Regions from separate parts of the Mus musculus genome. Here regions 1 and 2 are each linked to region 3. The links are chromatin contacts, called in public HiChIP or PLAC-seq and Micro-C maps. All regions are on one chromosome and are shown on one strand. The core of a region is the stretch at or near the end of the contact, and the rest is flanking DNA. Distances in the headings are between cores, read along the strand shown. Region 1 has its middle 13 kb from the start of Gm40578. Region 2 holds the start of Mark3 (MAP/microtubule affinity regulating kinase 3). Region 3 holds the start of Cdc42bpb (CDC42 binding protein kinase beta).

What was found. Hi-C and Micro-C count contacts between places; a contact is called where the count stands out from the background. HiChIP or PLAC-seq counts read pairs in DNA pulled down with a chosen protein or histone mark.
Region 1: a contact with region 3 is called in an H3K4me3 HiChIP or PLAC-seq map of bone marrow-derived macrophages, with 2.8 times the contacts expected there. The contact joins the enhancer-like site here to the promoter of Cdc42bpb in region 3. A contact is called at or near these places in 1 of 39 promoter capture datasets (hematopoietic stem and progenitor cells), 2 of 484 Hi-C or Micro-C datasets (bone marrow-derived macrophages and forebrain), 8 of 115 datasets of contacts at active chromatin or transcription factors (bone marrow-derived macrophages, embryonic stem cells, forebrain and 1 more) and 1 of 9 other capture datasets (adipose tissue).
Region 2: a contact with region 3 is called in a Micro-C map of embryonic stem cells, with 5 times the contacts expected there. The contact joins the promoter of Mark3 here to the promoter of Cdc42bpb in region 3. A contact is called at or near these places in 3 of 484 Hi-C or Micro-C datasets (embryonic stem cells, muscle stem cells and uterus), 5 of 115 datasets of contacts at active chromatin or transcription factors (embryonic stem cells, extraembryonic endoderm stem cells, pancreatic cancer cells and 1 more) and 3 of 9 other capture datasets (adipose tissue, liver and pancreatic islet).

Annotation. Positions count from the first base shown.
Region 1 is chr12:111,513,637-111,518,009 of GRCm38.p6, reverse strand. No RefSeq gene overlaps it. Among named protein-coding and RNA genes, the nearest start is that of Gm40578, 13 kb to the right of the region's middle. Within about 2 kb of position 2,934, at least 81 of the 459 cell types and tissues checked have an H3K27ac peak or open chromatin away from gene starts, as enhancers often do. A contact at or near this core is called in adipose tissue, bone marrow-derived macrophages and hematopoietic stem and progenitor cells, where this site is marked.
Region 2 is chr12:111,571,913-111,576,309 of GRCm38.p6, reverse strand. Mark3 (MAP/microtubule affinity regulating kinase 3) reads right to left here and starts at 1,789. Exons shown (of 18, transcript NM_001370744.1): 1 at 1,209-1,789. The coding sequence starts at 1,259. It overlaps 2810029C07Rik (RIKEN cDNA 2810029C07 gene), which reads left to right and starts at 1,908. Exons shown (of 2, transcript NR_045295.1): 1 at 1,908-2,437; 2 at 2,570-3,993.
Region 3 is chr12:111,375,498-111,379,965 of GRCm38.p6, reverse strand. Cdc42bpb (CDC42 binding protein kinase beta) reads left to right here and starts at 2,248. Exons shown (of 37, transcript NM_183016.2): 1 at 2,248-2,869. The coding sequence starts at 2,695.

The DNA of each region.
Region 1 (4,373 bases), core at 1,685-4,184, 140 kb before region 3:
TGGAGCAAGCATTTCCAGTTGTACTTAGTAGCCTGGAACACAGGCTCTGTCCCAGGTCTCAGAGTAACAGTTAGGGGGGCTTCCCATGTCTGCATGTTAGTGTCTTTTCCTATCCTCTGCCCCCCCAGTGCTGGGATTAAAGGCATGCTCCACCCACTCTGCAGAGAGGGTTTTAAGTTCATCCGTTGTGTTAGGAACAGGTCTTATAATGGCAAATGGTCTGAGTTCATGTTCCCCATCAGATCTGCTCTCTGCAACGTGAGATCTACTTTTTGTGACTTGTTGAAGTCCAGGAAGCTCAGGGCAGGATTTTGACAGCACCTATTATGAGTGTTCCTTTGTGGATTATGAGATACCCTGGTGACAGACACTAAAGCACTGTGCTGTGCTTTACAGATCTAACTTCTCGACTATAATAAATATCCTGAGTCAGGGTCTCACTGTGTAGACCCTGGACTGGAACTCCCGGAGATCCTCCTGTCTCTGCTTCTTAAGATCTAAGATTAATGTGCTATATACCTTCAATGTTAGAATTAGGTGTAATGTTTGAATGATTGATATTTGAACATTATAGCCGAGTGCTGAATGTTTGCTTAGCATGTACAAAGCCATGGGTTTGAACCACAGCACCACATAACGAAGCCACTGTAGTATGACATGTTGGAATCTAAGCCAGGTAGAGTGAGTGGCTCACACCCATAATTCTCACATTCCAGAGGATGAGGCAGGAAGATTTCTTGAAGTTCAAAGCCATTCTGTGGCCACATGATGACTTCCAAGCCAGAATTGTATAACAAGACCAGGATCAGAAAACAAATAACAAAACCAACAACTTCCCACTAAGTGATGGCTGCGTCCTTGGGGCCTCTTGATATTCGTGTATCTGTGAGGCTGTAACCCTGGGCACATACTGATTTTAAATGACTGCATCATCTTGGGTGAGTTGCATCTGTCCCTAATCAAACTCTGCCAAGGTCTCCTTGAGCTGTCACTTCCTCCTCTGCTTAGCACCTGCTTCTTGCTGACTCAGAACTGTTCACTCCCCCGTACGCATCCTTTAGTGTTCTTCATGTGTGTCTGTGGCCAGTAGTGTTACTGCAGCGGGAGGTTAAAACACTCAGTGTGTCTGCGTCTGTCTGTGGCTTAGTCTACTACTGCAATTATTGAAATATTTCCACTTCTCTACCACATTAACTGTTAGAGCAGTTTGTTCCACCTTTTCTATATATTTTTTTTAATTTGGTTTGTTTTGTTTTTGAGACAGGGTCTCCCTACATAGCCCTGGCTGTTCTAGAGCTCTGTGTAGATCAGACTGACCAGCAACTCACAGAGATTCACCTGCCTCTGCTTCTTGGGATGCTGGGATTAAAGGCCTGTATTACCACAGTGGGCTTCTTTTTTGTTTGTTTTGAGGCTAACATAGCCCTGGCTGGCCTTGAATTCAGACATCCATCTGTCTCTGTCTCCTGAGTTCTGGGATTGCAGATGTGAACCATCATGTCCAACTCTTTTCTGTCGTTCTTCCTGGTCTTCTGGTGTTTAACACCCGTGGGATAACCCATGTAGAGCAAGAGAGACGCCTACCACAGCCTTCCTTTTCCCTCATTGCCTCAGCTTCTCAGTAACACCTAGATGTTTCTCTTTTTGGCCTTGGTCAGGGTTTTTCTATTTCTTCAGTTTAGTTTGTGGGTATGATGGTTAGTCTGTCAGCTTGGCTGAGCTAACAGGCACCTAGCATTAGTGAAACTCCCCTGTATGTCTGAGGGGGACTGATTCCAGAGAGGAGTACCCTGAAGGACAGTGACCGAGGACAGTCCCATAACGAATATGGGTGGCATCTTCCAGCCAGTGGCCCAGATAATGAGTTCTAAGGAGAAGCAGTGCTGAGGGTACCTCCCTTTGCTGCTTCCTGATTGGCTGGAGTGACCGACACCTGCTGACTCCAGACTCCAGCTTCTTCAGTGGTCCAAAGTGGACTCAAAACCAGCCGCTCTCCAGGGACTAAATTCTCTAGGCTTTAAGCACCTCTGTGGGAGCTCTGAGGCTCCCAACTTCCCAGGTTAAGAAGGTTCTGGGTCCTCCGCCTCTCCAGAGCACAGAGAGCCATTGTTGGACTCCAGTCATATTATATAAGTCAACTTCATTCATTCATTCATTCATTCATTTATTTGTTTATTTCAAGATCAGGTCTTACCTAACCTAGGCTGGCCTTAGTGTAAACTCATTTGGATGGCTTTAAATTTTTTTTTCTTTTTTTTTTTTTTTTTTTTTTTTTTCAATGCTGGCTGTGGTGGCTTACAACTTTTATCCCAGCACATGGGAGGCCAGCCTGGTCTACTTTGTGAGATCTTGTCTCAAAACAAAACAAACCAAACCAAACCAAAAATAAACAACAACAACAACAAATATTACAACATAAAATCTTTACCTTAGTGATTGGTAGACGCTTGGAGCAGTGGCTCAGTGGTTAAGCACTTGCTGCTCTTCCAGAGGACCCAAGTCCAGTTCTTAGCACCCATATTAGGCTCCCAGCTGCCTCTTAACTCCAGCTCCAAAGGATGCACTGCCCTCTTCTGGCTTTGGAGGGAATTTTCACATATCACACACACACACACACACACACACACACACACACACACACACACACACACACACACACACACATCTAAAAACCCAAAAGGATTGAGAGAAAGCCTCTATTCAAAGCAGTGTCTCCCAAATGCCAGCCAGGATGAGAGGTGCACGCCATCATGGCTGCCTGGGGCTTGTGTGCCTTCCCTACCACCTTTCCTAGCACTCCCTATGTCTTCTTGTGAGATGGGGCCACATGTAGGTCAAGCTGGCCTCAAGCTCCTCTATCACACCATGCCCCTCTGAGGACAACCTGGGTCACCATGTCTGGTTGGCGCTGCCCTTCTCTCTCCATCTCTTGCATCTGGCACTTTCAGTTTCAGTTTCTGTCTTCGTAGTCCTCCTCCTCCTCCTCCTCCTCTTCCTGTCTTAGTCCTCCTGTTCCTAGGAGGCTTCCTCCCTGCGATCCTCCCATCTGCTGATGTGTGCCTTGCTGTGCCCAGTCGGCCCTTTATTTATTGCATTCTGAATTTCCTGCTGTGTTTTCCGAGGCTGAGCTTTCTTGCTCGGTTCCTTTCTCCGGTCGCCCTCTTTCCTATTGTTATTTGTGGGTTGCTAGTATCTCCCCTCACCCTGCCTGCTCTGCTTAGTCGCCTGGTCCTAGCATTCCACTGCAGCCAGTACAGTGTGGAACACAGTCCATGCTCCATGTCCTTTAGACTAGTCCTGCCCTGTGTGGGCTGGGTACTTGGCTTTGCACACACTTGGAGACATCAGCTACTCTGCCAGGCTTGTTCAGTGGGGTGGGTGGTTGAACCCAGACTATGCCTGCAGGTCAAGGTCTGCTTTCCCTAGGGAGGGAGACTAGGTCAGCTTCCAAAGAAGGATAAAAGGTTGGCAGTATCCTCAGGAGGTCAAGCGGCCTCAACCAGGCCACCAATAAATTATGGGAACAGGATTGACCATCGTGACTCCTCACGGCTGCCAGCCTTAGTATTCTTGCCACACTAGGTCACTGGCTGTGGGAAGTGTGGATTTCCTGGACCATTTACATTCCCTGGAACTCGAGAGGAGGGAGGTGAAACTCATGCCAACACACACCCTTAGATTTGACTGGCCTGGGCCTGTCTGTGTTCCCGTTTCTGCGGTGGTAGATGAAAGGCCAAGGGGACAGTGACCTTGGCTGTTATGTCTGTCACAGCCTCCTTCCTACTTCCTGATGTGTCTGTCTTTTGCTTAAGGGTCATGCCCTCATTTGATGAGTGTTATGATTAAAACAGAAAATTCTCCTTCTACCTTGCAGGTCTCTGAGGATAGAAAAAAAATCAGGTCACGGGGACTGTATAAAATGCAGGATAATTAAGGTTTAAAGCATACATCCTTCTGCAGATGGCCTGGAGCTTGAAGGAGAGGCCATGAGCTGACTGGGTACTGCCAGCTTGGGGCTGTGGCCTTTGGAGAATGTTGGCACCGATCTCCTCACCCAACCCCCCGCCCTTGGGAAAAGCAGCCTGACCTTGCTATCCAGCCTTACTGCTTCAGAGAGTAACATTTAAATTCATCCCCACACTTCCCCAACTGCCCGGGAGATGTCCTCTGTCAAGTCGGGAATTTGGGTCAGCTGTTCCTCAAAGAAGTTCATAGCCCCAGCAGCAGTCAGTGGGTAATGTTTGAGGAGGGTTGTCAGGGGTGTGTTCGGTGGCAGGGGTAGGCCTGGAGAAGGATTGGGTCACAAGCTTAGCCTCTTTCTTCCTTCCTTTCTTTCTTTCTTTCTTTTTTTTTTTTCTTTTTTTTTTTTTTTT
Region 2 (4,397 bases), core at 540-3,039, 200 kb before region 3:
AAGAACTGTGGAACAAAGAAGTGAGGAAGAGAAAAAAAAGAGAAAGAAGGGGAGAAGGGTGAGGAAGGAAGAGGAGGGAAAAGGTCTAGTCTAAGCTCTCCCAGTTAGGAAATCTTCTATCTATCTCAGGGGGAAGAACATATACAACTGTATAGTAACACACCACAGAGATGACTTAGACCAAATAGATTAAATTACCTAATAGCTATCAAGCACAAGTGTCATTTTGAAGATTAAAATGAAGGCATTTGATACCACTAGGTCACCATGTCTAAGGATGGTTTTCAAAGCATGAAAACACCCGAAGCATGAAAGCTTTTCCAAAGAGACTGCATTTTCTTGCCAGCAGTTACCTCATAGCTCCGCATAATGAAAGGCCAGTGAAGTTTCTTTACAAGTTATTTACTAAATGCTTTACAGAGGACAAAGCTAGGCTGGAACACTTTGGAATCCGATGCGGAAGAAGAGTTCAAAAAACACTTGGGCAGGTCAAACATTTCTTCAGTAGAACTTCTACTACACGTTTGTCACTCCCTAGCAATGCTGCTCCAGGCTGTGGTTTGGTTTGGTTCTGCAGGTCCTTTCCAACAAAATCCTTTTACATAGATTTGCTGGGTGTGCACACTGGACCGGGCCTGAGAGCTACTCCAAGCCAACCTTTTGCAGCGGAAGGAAAAGGCAACCCAGTGGGTGTCCCTCGGCCGGGCAGCAGAACAGAGCAGAGCTTCACATCTGCTTCTCAAAACACTCAGCCCGCTGCTTCCGAACAGATTTAGCTTTGCCAAGGACGGGAAGCTACTCCTTGATAAAGGCAGCGGCTCTGGAGCAGAGAACTACTCTTGTGAGTGCGGGAACTACGGGGGCCCACAAGGATCTCTCCACGGGGCACTTAGTTTTGGCAGTTGTCATTAAACTTAGTCCCCTTTTAAAGGGCGCTCCGCTCGACCCGATTGGATCCTATTAATCTGCACCTAGGTCTGACTGGCAGGCTCAGACCCTGCCCGACGTTAAGAGGAGAGTTGTGTTCAACCGCGCACTGGCCGCAGCAGCGCACGGACGGGTAATGCTCAGCCGACCGTAAGGACAGCGCGCAGGCCGCACGCGCGCCGCAGGACAGGGCTGCGCCTTGACCCCTGCCTGGAGCATCTGGGCTGGATCCCCCTGCTACCACCCTGAGGGTCTGCCACCCTGCAGCGCAGTCCACTCACGTTTTCAGTGTCTCGTTCATTCACCGTTGGCAAAGGGGTCCTAGTGGACATCTTATTGCGCTTTGATTCCGCACAACGCCAAGGCGAAAACAAAACCGCCCAGCTTTGGGCGGCCGGCGAGCAGCGGCCGCGAGCCTCCGGGCCCTGCCCTCCCTGGCCGGAGTCTAGATCTCCGGCCTGGCCCGGGCCGTGCGCCCGCGGGCCCCGGGGCTCATTCTCCCCCAGCGCCGGCGGCCGCACTGGAAGCGGGCCGGCTGGCCGCCGCCGCAAGCCTCAGGGCACCTCACGGGCCTCGCGGGCCCCGCGCCTCCTCGCCGCTCGCAGCCGCAGCGCCGCGGAGCTCAGCCCCGGGGGCTCGACACGGCGCGGCCGGCAGCCCCTGAAGAGGCAGCAGCGCAGGAGGATGGAGCGGAGATGGAGCGCAAGACAGGCCGCCGCGGCCTGCAGGCGCCGACCATGGAGGGAGCCGCGGAGGAGGCGCCCACGCCCGGCTGCTTTCCCTTCTCCGGCTCGCTTTCCGCCCGGCCTCGCCCTGCCGGCTGCCACCGCCGCTCCCGGCACCTCAGGAGCCTTACAGACTCAAGATGGCCGCGCCTCGGCTTCCTCCGCTGCCTCCGGCTGCCGGAAGTGACGCTACGGCCGCCTGGAGTTCCGCCAATCAGCGCGGTCGGAGCTAGCTGCCGGCTGCTGTTGCTAGGGGCGACTCGTCCTGTTGGGTCTGAGGGGGTGGTGCCGTCGGAAAGGTCTTGCTTGGTCTCCTCTCTAGCGGGCGGAGAGTTCCAATGGTCCAGATTGCCTGGGCATCCCTGACCCCTCCGGACCACTTCCCTAGAGGGCATCCTGTGCCCGACTGCTGGGCTGGCATTTGCAGAGTACAGATCTAGGCTGTCTGGATTATACTACACATGAAGAGCCTACTGTTTGCAAAAATTGACTTTTCTTTCCCGCGGCCACGCTGCAAAGGATGGAGCTCCAGCAGCGAAGCAGCAGTCACTGGTCTAGCTGAAGAGGAAGGAGCCAGGCTCCTGCTTCGTAACCGAGGCATCTAGCATCCAGCCAAAGAACTTTTTTGCCTCTGACTAAGGAGCCACTGGTTATCGGAGCCGGCTCAATTGAATACCCATTCGGATGAAAGAGTGAAGTATAAAATAACAAGGTAGCACAAAAAGCTGGGAAGAGGGACTCGATGAGATCACGTAGACGCCCCCAGGATCAGATCCTAAATGCCGGTAGGGGCTTATATAATCAATATTTCTCTGTCTCTTCCTCTCCCTTTCGTTCTCTCACTCCCTCTATCCCTCACTTTTCCCCTCTGTCCCTTTCTCCTTCCTCCTCTCTCGCCTCTCCCTCTCTTACTTCAGTCTTCTGAAGAGCGATATTGCTACAGGCTTGGACCAGGGAGTGACCTGCAGGTGGAACTCTGAATATGCTGCCTCTTCTAGAAGGCCTGCTCAGCGTGTCACCTCTTTATGTCTTCTAAGGAGAGAATCCATTGGTAGAGGAGGGAGGGCTATGTGAGCCGGGGTAAGACAAACTGTTACTAATAGTCCACCTTGTGCCGGTTATTCATTAAGCCTCAGTGTAGCCGCATAAGATGCTCAGGCACAGCACGTGACCTAAAGTCTGGGTAAGTTGGTTACTTTACCCAGGCCATCGGTGGTGTTGGTTATAGAAGGATCTGAACCCCATTCCTACAGCTTTAGAAATGGCTAAACTTGTGAGTGACTAAACTTTGCTTTCTTTCCTTCTTATGTTTTGTTTGCTTGCTTTGGTTCTGCCCCCCCAACACCCCGATATCCTGGTGTATCCTGCTTTGTGAAACAACAGATCTTCAAACACCAGCATCACATCCAGAGAGGCCAGAGGGTCCCAAGACAAAACAAGCCGGGGCCAAGACGCACTCAGAGCTCCTATCTCACCCTCTTAGGGGTGTGCTCGGGGCACCAGATGGGTTATTAAATGTTATTCTCTTTCTCCCTTTTTGGTTAAGCAGAGGACTGCAGAGGAAAGCCTCTGAATCAAATGTTTGCTCCACACAGTTCAACTGAAATGTAGGTTGTGATGAGTGGACACGTGCTCCACAGCTAAGAGACCAACCGAGGGCATCCTATCCCACTCGTGGGTCTAAGGGGAGACTTACAGAAGGCATACTTACTCTGAAGATGGAATGATAGCTGAAGAGACAGAGTGATGCCTAGGGCCTGTCAGACACCCAGTTTAGCCTAATACAGAAAAGCACGGAGGTGAGAAACAACAGGGTGAATCCAAGGAAATTCAACAGGAGCATGTGAGAGGCAGGAGCCAGGGAGAGTTAGACATGGCCCGAAACAAGTTCTCCCCTCCACCCTGAGGAATTCTGGTGCTTCAGCACTGGCTCCTGAAGAATTGGGGAAACTTCCCAGAAGGTTGTCAGCCTCTCTCCGGCAGGAGCTTTACAGAGGTCTGTGGACACTTCAGAGCACCCACACGGGCCAGAGAAGTAACTGGTCACGAGGCTTCCCCCAGGGGGACTTCCTCACTCAAGCGACACATTAAACTCTGAGTCAATGAATGCCAGAGGTTAGGGGTAAAGATGACAGCACTTCACCTCAAGCTACCTCCTAGTTTTCATAAAGTTTGGAATTGAAGCTGACGAGATGTAGACTCACCGTAAAGAGCTGGAAGCAGCAAGCATATCTGTGGCCCATGAAAAGGGAGAGGGGGACCAGGAGGGCATGGGCTGGAGAAGGACGAGGTTGTGTCCAGAGGAATGGAGCAATTAAACTTTAAACTATTCTTTTCATAATTCTTGTTTCTGGCTTGATTTCCCGCCCCCTTATTATTATTTTTTTAGACAGTCTTGCAGCGTAGCTCAGGCTCAAGCCAATTCTCTCCCCCACCGGCCCTTTATTATTTATTTTTAGACAGTCTTGCTGCGCAGCTCAGGCTGGCCTTCAGTTCCTACCCTGCCTCAGCCTTCCTGAGGCCGAAAGTGCAAGTGTACACCCCGCATGCCCAGTCTGTTTCCTGTCCTCCTACTGAAGCAGTTCCTACCTTGAGCATCGTAACAACAAACCCACTGCAAGTCAGAAATGCACCCAGGGCTGGGGAGATGGCTCAGCGGTTAAAGGTCTCGGTGCTCAAGCAAAAGATTGGATCTCCCAAATCCACGTAAACTCCAGGTGGGCACAGCAGCTCGCTTGTGTCCCA
Region 3 (4,468 bases), core at 999-3,498:
CTTTGTTTCCCCTAGTCAGACCTCTCTTTCTCCAACAGGGGTTGAGGCTGTTAAGTCTGAAATCCCACCATCACGGCTTCTGCTGTGAAGCAAGAGTTGGCAAACTGCAGCCCTATAAACCCCTGGCTTCTGTAAATAAAGTTGCACTGGCACAGAGCCACCCTCATTTGTTTAGACATCATCTATGCAGATGTGGAATTCTCAGGATCTGAGGGCTAATCCCTCCAGACTGCCTAGGTAGATTATCAACCTGTCCCCAACTCTGGACCAAGTCTTTGCTTGTGGCTTGAAGTGACTGTGTTGTGAACATTTTGAGGTGTTGGGATAGGCTAGCTTGGAGTAGGGTTGGCGTGTTGATCTAAAAGCTGTTTACTGTAAGGACATGGTGGGCTCTCATGGATGCCATACATAGAAGATACATAGCTAGGCTTCCTCAGGCAAGAGCCAGCACCCAAGCCTCTCACCCTTCAACTTGTTGGTCACAGACTTTCTGTTTTCTAAAATATTAGCCCTCATGCTCCAAAAGCAGGCACCAAAGTAAAAGTAGTTATGAACAGGGCAAGTGAGCAAAGGGCTTCCCGGGTGGCAACTCAAATCCTTTCCCAAACTGACTAAAATGCACAAGAGGAAATTGACTACAGAAAGCTTTCTTTCTTTCTTTCTTTCTTTCTTTCTTTCTTTCTTTCTTTCTTTCTTTCTTTCTTTCTTTCTCAGAGACAGGGTTTTCTCTGTATAGCCTTGGCTGTCCTGGAACTCACTTTGTAAACCAGGCTGGCCTCGAACTCAGAGATCCGCCTGCCTCTGCCTCCCGAGTGCTGAGATTAAAGGCATGTGCCACCACGCAAGTATACTCACTGTTTCAAGTTCAAAGGAAGCTTACAGAGTACACCTGGGTCTGATCTGTCCCAGGGGTGGACGGCGTCCTAAAAGGCAGTGCGGAAACAGATCTGGGATGAGCAGACGCACTGAAGGCAGTTGGGTTGGGCACCTCAGACTGGTACCGGGGTGCAAGGGCAAAGTCCTAATTTGGAGGGATTAAATAGTCCAGCAGCATGCAATCAGAGAAGGGACTCAGAGTTGTCCGTTGGGAGTGGCTGGAAGTGTGACAGGGCCAGCCAAAGAAGACACTCTCGTGGGCAAGCTTACGGGACAAAGAAAAAGCAAGAGGGCTGTCAAGGAAAAAAAAATGCAGTTGGCTGCTCAGACTTTAGTTTTGGGTAGGATGATTCTCTTGGGCTTTAATTTTTAAGTTTAAACAACTGGGCATCACACACATGCAGTAACTCGTGAATATACTTTATATGTGTATAGATTCCTTCACAATAATAAAGATCTGACAAGGGTTCGCTCTATCCAACCTACAATACCGGGCTATTTTGCCTGCGTCTTAAAAACTAAGTTAGATACACACACATACTGACGCGCGTGAATTTTGAGGGCAGTTTGGAGGCTTATGTGTGTGCTTCGTAACCCCAACCAAGTCATACATCATTCCCAGCAGGCAGGGACTCTTCAGTCGCTTCCTGCTGGAGTCGCCATTCGGCTTTCCACCCTGCGCTTTGCCTCAGGCTCCTCTCAGCTTCCGGCTTCCAAACCCCACCTGCCCCGCCTCTGCTGCACCACAAGCCCCCATTCTTTTGAAGCAACCTTGGGGTCCACAAAGGGCTCCTCCTCTGCGGAGGTTGGGGATGTCATAAGGGATGTTTTACATCAACCTTCTGAGCCGTCCAACTGAGTGAAAGCGGCGACTCGCCTGGAGACAACAGTCTACTCCCCACCAGGTCGACACCCTAATAATCAGTCACGGGGTAGACTCTGAACCGATGAGACAGGGCACTGCGCATCCCCAGCGGCGCGTGCCCAGTGGGGAGCGCGCGTCCAGCGGACCCCGGAGCCTCCCGGCAGGTGCCCCGCCCGCGTCTCCCGTGCGCACTGGGACCCAGAGCACTGTCGGTTCACAGCTCAGACGAGCTCAACCGAAACCCAGCAGTAATGACCCGGGGGTCGCGCCGGACAGCTGCCTCGCTAGGCCACGAGGGTCGGTCCCGAGGATCGGGAACAGAGCCGAACTATGGGACCCAGGGCGCACACAGCGCGGCTGGGCGCCCCGCCCGCGCTCCTGTGCGCGTGCGCCACCCGCAATCTCGGTTTCGCACTGGGTACCCCGCCCCACACCGTCCCTACGGCGAACCGCGAGGCCCAAAGAGCGGAGGATCGCCGCGGGCCGAGGGCGGGGCGTCGCGCTGAGGTCAGCGCGGCGGCGATCGGCCCCGCGGTGGTTGGCTGCGCCGCGCTGGCCGCGCCCTGGTTGGCTTGCAGGTCGCGGGCTGGGCGGCTGGCCGGGCTGAGGTCGGGGCTCGGGCGCCGGCCGGGTGTACGCGGTGCTGGGCTCCGCCGCGGTCCGGGTCGGTGACGGCGCGCGCGAGGGCGCGGCCAGGCGCCGAGGGCGGGGACGGCGTGCGGGCGGCGCCTAGGGGAGGAGACCGGCCCATGGACCCGCGGGGCCCGGTGCCCCAGACTCGGTGCCGCCGGGACGGAGCCCAAGATGTCGGCCTAGGCCGGGCTGCGACGACAAGGACTGTGCGGCTACTGGACGCCGGGGTGCGCGGCCGCCGGGCCGGGGAGTGCTGGCTCTGACGCCGGGGCGCACGGACGGAGAGAGGCCGGCGCGTGGGGAGCGGGCCGCGCGGCACCATGTCGGCCAAGGTGCGGCTCAAGAAGCTGGAGCAGCTGCTCCTGGACGGGCCGTGGCGCAACGATAGCGCCCTGAGCGTGGAGACGCTGCTGGACGTGCTGGTGTGCCTTTACACCGAGTGCAGCCACTCGGCGCTGCGCCGCGACAAGTATGTGGCGGAGTTCCTCGAGTGGGGTGAGTAAGGTGCCGCTCGCCCCCCTGCGCCTCTCACTGCTCGCACCCGCGCCGGGCCTCCCTGGTTCTGCGCTCCGGAGCCACATCCTCCGTTTGCACTCCCCCCACTCCCGGCCATCGCCCTGGCCGCTTCCTAGACCCACCCTCCCAGTCTGGATATCATTTCCTGCAGCGCTCCCTGGGATATCCGCCCTGCCCCCGCCCCGGACTAGCCTTTGGGGTCCAGAGTCGAGCCTGGAGCTACCCCTCCTAGCCCTAGACTCTACCGGGTGGGAGGGCAGCCTCTGTGCCTTTTGCACCTCCTCACCACCCGCCCCTGCTCGGTGGGCCTTCCGAAGGCTTCGTTCCACAGCCCAGCCCCTAGGACTCCACCCAGGTGACAGCCTGTCCACCTCCCCTTGATGTCCACGGCTTGAATATCCCTTTCTTTTAGCACGTCCGAGCAGTTTTTAACTGTTAAAGGTTTTATATAAAATACAAGAACCCTCCCCCAACACCCCCAACCCCCGACTCCCTAATTGTAACCGTGTCAGACTGGTGATATTTCGGGGTGTGTGTGACAGCTAGAACTGTCACTTAAAAACTTATACATCTGATCTTGGGTATTCGGTTCATCTAGGGATCTAATGCAGTAATCATAGATCGGATGATCTATTGTGCTTTATTAGGACGAATGCTTGATTAAGTCATTCATTGACAGTTCTCAAGACAGGCTACAGTGTAAGGTTTCAACCAACCCGGACAGTAATTTCCCCTTAAGACCCTCAGTTCCCTCACAAGGACTAAGGAGGAGGAAGTGTGATTTAGGTTCAGGTCCAGCTCTGTAAATCTTGTCCTTGGTTGCTTTCGTCATTGGGCTAAGACTGTGCAGTTTGAACCAGTCATTTCTAATCTTCCGGACAGATAAGGTTGATATTTACAGGAGGAAACAAATGTGTTCCACATGCAGGCCTCCTCCTCTAACCGAAATCTAGAGCTGTGTGTAGAACTTCATTGTCCCTCAGTTTTAGAGGGCTTCTGCCTGGTTGCTATTCCGTGAGATGTTGCTGCAGCTGCTTGAGAGCAGCTAGGGGAGGTGTGGGGGCTTTGTTGTGAGGGGCCTCTCTCTGCTCTTGGTCACACAGAGGACTGAGCCCTTCCTTGAGAGCACTGGCTCTCCGGAGACTTAGCAGTGACACGATTTCCAGTTGGATAGTGAACTGATTTCACAGAGTTGCTTTGAAAGTGAGGTCTTTAGTGCACGCTGCAATCTGAGACTTCTCAACATTGGGTTTGCCATTCTTAGCACTGGATCTTGCGATCGAGGCAGTTCCGCAGTCAGGTTCAGCTGGGTGCCCTGCGCGAGGGATAGATACGTCGCTCTGCTCTGCTTGAGGAGAGGGAGGGCAGATTTTGTAATATTTGACCTTTCCAAATCTAAACAGAAGCTGCGTGCTGTCGTGTAGACATAGTTTTAAAATTGTGTTTTGTCTCTTGGAAATTGTGATTACAAATAAATTATCCTCTTAGTTCCTACTCTAAGCTTTTAATTAAGAGCAACCCAGCTGTGATGGCACCCAGCTGTAATCCCGGCATTCGGGAGGCAGAGACAGGAGGCTA